Linked DNA regions of Danio rerio: region 1 is linked to region 2. Evidence: chromatin contacts called from public Hi-C data. All regions are on one chromosome and are shown on one strand. The core of a region is the stretch at or near the end of the contact, and the rest is flanking DNA. Distances in the headings are between cores, read along the strand shown. Region 1 holds the start of stx16 (syntaxin 16). Region 2 holds the start of rab22a (RAB22A, member RAS oncogene family).

Region 1 (3,963 bases), core at 687-3,186, 170 kb after region 2:
GGATGGGGCTGTGTCAGTGTGGTAATGTGGGCTGGTGTGGCTACAGTGCCAGGGCTGATTTTTAGTCCCAGTCCGCCCCTGTAAGACATAATGGTAATGTTATGGTTGTTACATGACTGTATGTATTATTATTCTGTATATGTTTAAAACCAGCAGAATATACTATATATTTAACATGTCATGAACTTACAGTTATTCAAGAATCTGCCTAATAAAAATGTCCTAAGACAATAATGGGTTTGGTTTTGGTTTGATGTCAAACTACTGTAGGTTTTAGGTTGACTACAGCAGGTTTAGGCTACCTATATCAAGTAAAATGTCTCTTACTCAGGTTCTTTTAGCATGCAAAAGTCAAATTTAAGTATATAAAATACAGTTTCCAACAACAGAATTTTGTCTTGTGAAAATGACCAGTGGGGTGGTGAGAAAAAAGTTAATGGCAAGTTATATATATGAAGAAGTTGAACAAGTTGTCATAATATTTAATCATAATGCATTTTTCTATACATTTCCATTAGACTTTTTTTCTAAATCTAAAATTGGTAAATTACTCCCAGGTCAATCTGGACTTTTTCTAATAAAGGTGAGGTGCATCTGAAAAGAGATTGTGTCCTATGTTCACATTTCTACTTTAATTTTTTTTCTTTGTTCTATGCAGTGCTGTCTTTTCCTTTCTGTATCACAATGACATGATTTGGCAACAAATCACAGTACAAATCGCAATAAAATTAACTAAATTAGCCATATCAGAACATCCCTACAGAGTACAGTTATATTGACAACACGAGTAAGTCATTTGTCTTATCTGTACACAAGGACTTGTCATTCTGACGGCACTGACATATTGAGAGATGAACTAAAGATTTTAAGCAAGAGACTGGCTTTTGCGGGTAATCCATGCTGTTTTGCCATTTGTATGTGCTGTTTTGAGAAATGCACTTACTGTTTTGTAAATTTCAAAGTTCATGCAAAGACGAAAAGTCTGCGAAGACATAAATTTGTATTTTTATTTGCACATGTTCTTTTATAAAAAATAGTGTATACATAATTGGGTTTTACATTTTTTGGCTTAATAATTATTACTTTTTAGTCTACTCATTTTGATGTAACCATAATAGTACAAAAAAGAAGAGAGTCATGTATTTTAAAACAGATATTTATAAAAATCCAGTGGAATGGAACATCACAACCATGGTTTCTGCAGGTGTCAGTCACTATGTCAAATGTATGACTTTTTAAGTCTTTTTTTTAAAAAACACTTGTGAATTAAATTTTTACTACATGCTAAGGATGTTTTAATTGGTGTTACCAAACTTTTCAGCCCCCGAGCCCCAAAATAACAATGCCTGTGACTCGCGACCCCAATATTTCTCAGAGGTGGTTATAAATATACAAATGTTGCACACACAAAAACAGGCCTATAGTAACATGAGCATATTGCCAACATAAAAAGTGCAACAGTCTTAACAATCATAGGCTATAATTTAATAATCATTGATTCATTTGTTTAATTTAACATTAATCTCACCTCAATGAGCCTGGTTGACACCAGCACAAGTCTAATGGTTTAATGTTGAAGATCATCCTCAATGTTCAGTTGTGGCCTGTATTTATTTTTAATGTATTTGATTACCATAAAGGAGTCAGAAAGTTTAACCTGGTGCTATAAAATCAGTCTGTGTTGTTAATCTAACATACTATCTAATCTAATACATTATCCTATGACAAAATTAAAGGCTGATGGCTTTTTTTTTGCATGTTGTTGCTTTTTTAAATAATAAAATAAAATTCGAATGTAATTAATTCTTAAATATTACAAAACTGCTGTCGTCTAATAAAACTAAAAGGTTCATTAAGCTGCAAATATGAAAAGGTTAAGTATTTTAATACTGAATTCGATTTTTGCATATTCATTGTCCAAAGCGGAAGTTTCGGCGTGAGGTCACGTTACGTATTCCACGTCACGGAAGTCACAGACATGATCCATTTGCTCCCCAAACCGAGCGGAAAACTCGGGGTTTCGGCCTTGTAATGTTTTGGTACTTCACGGGATACAGACTCGGGACTGCGTTGGTCTAAAAAAGAGCCGAACTCTCTCGAGCTCGGAGGCGCTGGGTCAGTGGGCGAGCCTGCTGCTCGGTTTGCAGGCTAGCCCGCTAGTTCAGTAGCCGCAGCTGCCTTGGCGACGAGCTGAGTAACTAATCTAGAGACAGCCATCGAGGCAGCCCGCAGTTATTTCACTTTTCGCTCCCCTTTTATTGCATAGCCATGGCAACTCGGCGACTGACCGATGCCTTCTTATTAATGCGGAACAATGCAATCCAAAACCGGCAGATTTTGGCTGAGCAAGTGAGTACATACGACCCCCGTCGTACTCTGAATACACGTAGCAATGCTGCGGTGAGTCTAACGTTCATTGTCTGAATTGATTGTTTTGGCGTGTGTGGTTGTACGTGTGATTCAGAGAAAACAACTCTAGCTAGTTGTTCTTAGAAAACAACCCTAGCTAGTGATGTTTGTTGATGTCAACCGGCGCTGTCAGTTGTCCAACAAACCTCAACTTGTTTTGTTTGCTGTGAGAGGAGCTGGAAGGTGTGTGTGAACCTGCTAGCTGACCGTCAAACCAACGCATTTTGATTTACCTCAGCACACGAGAATGCCTTTGACTTGACTAAAAGGTGATGGTCGTGCTAGTTTAGATCATTGGTTCGTCTTTTAAAATATGACGCCCACTCCTTAAGTATACAGCTTATATGTTCGTGTATGAAGGCGCATGTATGTTTGTCTGGAGCTAAATAAGAATGTGGAGACGCTCTTTAACTGATTTATCTAGTACATATTATTGTATGATGATGTATGTTTACTTTTTAAAATTGAATTAAAATATTAATCATTAATGACCATTGTTAGAAAATACAGAACTGAATGGTGTACTCAAATTCAGTTTAAGCTACTGTTTAATGTTGATAGCATTTTGAAAAATTGATTTATTCCATGGTTAGAATTGCTTTAGTTTAATCCATCCTTGCTCAACGCAAGAATAAATACATTTTCATAAGTTCCTTAACTTTTCAACAGCAGTGAGTCATCGTGAGTTAAAATAGTTTTTCTTTGTGATCTAAAGCATACACATGAACTTTTCACATGCTTTCAATCACAGTAGCACGATATTGGGAAAATCTAACATTGCGATATTTTGTATTTTGTTACGTGAATACAGTTTTATTTGGAAAGAATTCCTCATTTTAGTTTAATTGGGGTGATTGGATCTCGAATAATGTGTAACAAATAACTTACAAGCTTAGGTAATCAAAATACAGCAAATATATAAGTGAATTCTAGTTTTCTGGAGAGTCTTAACAGTATTCAGGTACAGATAATTGAACAGTCAACATTGCATAGTCTTTATTCTATATAATGTAATCGTTAATAAATTTACAAACACTAACTTTTCTTGTGGCTGGATGTTTTAAACTCTGAAATGTTAAAAAGTTTACACAGTCAGAGGCTTTAAAGGCATAGTTCACCCAAAAATGAAAAAGTACTCATTACTTACCCTTTACTTGTTTCAAACGTGTAAGAGTTATTTATTGAGTTGCACGGTTTACTATGGTATTATCGCTATACTATGTCTCCAAAATACTGTCTGTGCCACTGTAGTTTGTAAACGGTAGTATCGTCATTTATGGTTTATCTACAATAGACAACGTTGCATGTGAAAAAGTCAATAAAACGCTTGCACGTTTGTGCAACAATAAACCATTTATTTTAATAGTCTGTAGAGCCCTTTAAGATTGCCAAACTGTGTCGAAAATGTGCCTTTTATGGTAGCCTGTTGCACGTTTCCTAACGCTTCAGTTTGAATAAACATTTAAATCGGTTCATTTCTGTTCCTATTAATATGATTAGCTACCACGACAATCTCTTTAAAAGAACGACTCACAAAATGAAATTTTGAAATAC
Region 2 (3,920 bases), core at 379-2,878:
GTGTTCAAAGATTTTGGGAGTTCCCCTGCAAAATCTTGCATACTATTACGAACAGCAGGTGTTGAGGGTGGCACATAAAATACTAGGAGACAGAGTCTATGCCCCTTGGTCGACGTCTAAGGACAATAAGATGTTCCACAAATCGTTATAAGTTTACTTTTGCGCTTGAAGCAATTAGGTTATATGTATAAGGTTAAATGTAGTTAATCAATTTGTGTACTTGTTGTTAAGTATTAATGTTTATTATGTTAAGTGTGTCATTTTTGTTATACTGTATGTGAAGCACCACCATGTCGAAATGAATTGCCCCCAGGGGATTAATAAAAAATAAATAAATAAATTCCACAGGTCAATTGTTTTGATTCATGAAACCTAATTTTATCATCAGACCATGCACTAATTCAATTTTGTAAATTTAGATTTGTTTGTAAAAGAGTTAGAAATTGTTTTTAAAGTAATCCTGCATTTCAGTAAGTAATATATATATATATATATATATATATATATATATATATATATATATATATATATATATATATATATATATATATATATATATATATATATAGAAAATTTTGGTTTAAAAATTTATTTAATTTATTAATTTATGTATATAAATTGTTGTTAATAAGGTAAGAAGATTAAGAAAATATATTTTCTTTTTATGTAAAGTTTCTGGTTTATAATTAACAAAATCAAACAAATTCTCAATTACAAAAAGAGAAGAAACTTTCCAAAGCAAGTTAGAATAACTGCATTGCCAAAGTAAGTGAACTACGAACTCAGAGTGTTGCTTGCAAAATGAACAATTAGTATCATTATCTTTTTTTATATCTTATGAAAGTATTCTCGGCATGAACGATGAATAGTTTTAAATAAAACTTCTCTTATCTTTCTGTCTAATAGTATTATTTGTATGTGATTTTTAGATATTTTTTCTTAAGACTATGTATATTATTGACCTTTTTAAAGATCAGTCTGTGATCCCTTGAACTTTGTTATGATGTTCTTGTATTTTCAGTGCAAGCAATAAATAAACAACCAAATAAATAAATAAATAAATAAATTTAAATTTAAATTTAAATTTAAATTTAAATTTAAATTTAAATTTAAATTTAAATTTAAATTTAAATTTAATTAATTAATTAATTAATTAATTAATTAATTAATTAATTGCACTGAAAATACAAGAACATCATAACAAAGTTCAAGGGATCACAGACTGATCTTTAAAAAGGTCAATAATATACATAGTCTTAAGAAAAAATATCTAAAAATCACATACAAATAATACTATTAGACAGAAAAGGAAAAATAATAGAATTATAGCATTAATAATAATAAAATAATAATACTATAAATACTAAATTAAACGAATTAAATTACAATAACATTTCAACAAATAACCATAAGGAAAGGCAACTAAAAACGAGAATTTTCTGCATAATATTTCAGGAATCTTAGATTTTTTTTTACCAAGTGATGACGCAATAATTTATTAGTGGAAACTGCTTTTGAACAGTTCAGTGAATCTAACTGTTCGTAAGAACCGATTCGTGGGCACGACTTCCCATAACTAGACTCGTTAACCGGAGTTCAAGATGGCGACCAGAGAGCTGCTAATATCGCAACTAATCGATCATTAACATAACATCTGAATCCTCGTATTACTTTAAACTGTACCAGTTATGTCAACATTCCTCATCGGCTTCGTATATATTACAAAAGCAGTGGATATCCGACACTAGTTGTGTGAACAGAGACTGTGTGTGTTGTTGTTTTTAGCTTACGTCAAATAGAAATAGTTGCTGAGCAGCTTTATGAAACTATTTGGAATGATTGGAAAGTTTTCATTAGTTTGGAGGTCAACATGTCGCTAAGAGAGCTGAAAGTATGCCTTCTTGGGGTAAGATTTCTTTCCCACTTTTTATGACTTGACGTTGCTATGGTGGATTGCATATTTAATGTTTTTATTGCTCCGTTGCTCGACTAACACAGCGTTATTGCTGGCTTTAACTTCCAATAAACCGTGACAGCGTTTTTATTCTGTTGTGAAAGCTTTGGTTGATTTCCAAAACATTACAGTAATATTTGTGGGCTGATGACGTATTAAACCATCCATTCAGAAGAAGTGTACAGTCAATGTTTAGAAAAGTCAGAGAAGTTAACTGTTACTTTTTAATCAGGGGATAACTGGGCTTAACGTTACCTCATCGATTGATAGTAGTTTTGTCAGGCTTTAATTCTTTATGTCAGGTTAATTATAATTCCATTTGACAAAATCGTTCACCTATATTTGACCTACACAGTGCAGCATGTATTAGTACATCCCTCACAAATCTGTCTTTTAAATTCCTATTTTTAATAGGACGCTACAATATTACATTTGTGCATATACATTAGATTAGTAAGTACTAAAGCCAAATCTGGAGCTAATCTAACATAAATACACATTTAAAATAGGAATAATCTAGAGAAAAAAGTTAAAAATTAAGTTTAAATTTTGTAGGTTGTAATTTTATTTAATTGTTTGGTATTTCGATTTCTAAATAAGTTTGTTGACTAAAATATTATTTTAATAAATATCTCTTTTTAATAAATTAATTTTGTTCAAATGCACTAAAACATTGACATGTCATGGGTCATGTAACTGTGAAACAATATAAATGTATAATAAAACCAATTCATATTAATGGTTGTGCAATTATATACATAGATCTAAAGTTTTTAAAGATGCATGCTCAACTGTTAAACTGTCAGCTTATGATTTGAATCCGGAAGAAAGTAGTTCCTCATACAAAAGGGTTTTTGAGACTCTCCATGTTTGATTTTGCTTTTATACACAATTATGCCGTCAAACTGTTGTATAAACGCAATATCACACTCGTAGCAGTGCGATATGGCTGTATATCGGCACTGGTGGGGGCACTAAGGCACTGGCCCTGCGGCCTTGTGCCAATGCACGCTTCCCACCAGTGCCGATATTGCTCATATATATATATACTGTAAAAAAATCAATACGTTTACGGTTTATTTTCGGCAGCTGGGGTGCCAGAAAAAGCATAAATAACGGCCGTTAAATTACAGAAATGTACTGTAAAATAGCAGCGGTTGAATTACAGAAATTTACCAGAAATTTTAATTTACAGAATCAGTTATTTCACGGTACTTCTTTAGTTTAACAGCCGTTATTTATGTTTTTTTTTCAACACCCCAGCTGCCAGAAATAAACCATAAAATTACAGATTTTTTTTACAGTGTGTGTATATATATATATATATATATATATATATATATATATATATATATATATATATATATGAATAATTAGGGACAGCTTGAAAATCTAAAAAAAAAAGTCATTCTGGTTTATAGCGCAATGTTTGTTTTATTCGTTTAACCACTGATGACATTTCTTTTAAATTTAAAATAAAAAGCTTGTGATTTAAATATTTTTTCATTGTTTTAAATAACAATGGCATGCTATGATTACGGGTGATGCAGTGGCGCAGTGGGTAGCACTGTCGCCACACAGCAAGAAGGTCGCTGGTTAAAGCCTCGGCTGGCTCTGTTGGCATTTGTTTGCATGTTCTCCCCATGTTCACGTGGGTTTCCTCCGGGTGCACTGGTTTCCCTCACATGTTCAAAGACATGTGGTATTTGAATTGGATAAGTTAAATTGGCCGTAGTGTATGTGTGTGAATGAGTGTGTATGGATGTTTCCCAGTGGTGGGTTGCAGCTGGAAGGGCATCGGCTGCGTAAAACATATGCTGGATAAGTTGGCGGTTCATACAGCTGTGGCAACCCCAGATTAATAAAGGTAATAAGCTGGAAAGAAAACAAATGAATGCCATGATTGCAGATAGGCATGGGCCAGTATAAGGTTCTGACGGTATATGAAAACTTGGATAAAAATATC

The links. A called contact is a pair of places that touch in the nucleus more often than the background predicts.
Region 1: a Hi-C map of hematopoietic stem cells shows a contact between it and region 2, with 3 times the contacts expected there. The contact joins the promoter of stx16 here to the promoter of rab22a in region 2. A contact is called at or near these places in 4 of 18 Hi-C or Micro-C datasets (caudal fin, embryo, hematopoietic stem cells and 1 more) and 2 of 4 datasets of contacts at active chromatin or transcription factors (caudal fin and embryo).

The regions. Positions count from the first base shown.
Region 1 is chr6:52,355,720-52,359,682 of GRCz12tu, forward strand. It overlaps stx16 (syntaxin 16), which reads left to right and starts at 1,937. Exons shown (of 9, transcript XM_073954627.1): 1 at 1,937-2,400.
Region 2 is chr6:52,184,303-52,188,222 of GRCz12tu, forward strand. It overlaps rab22a (RAB22A, member RAS oncogene family), which reads left to right and starts at 1,629. Exons shown (of 7, transcript NM_205719.2): 1 at 1,629-1,906. The coding sequence starts at 1,871.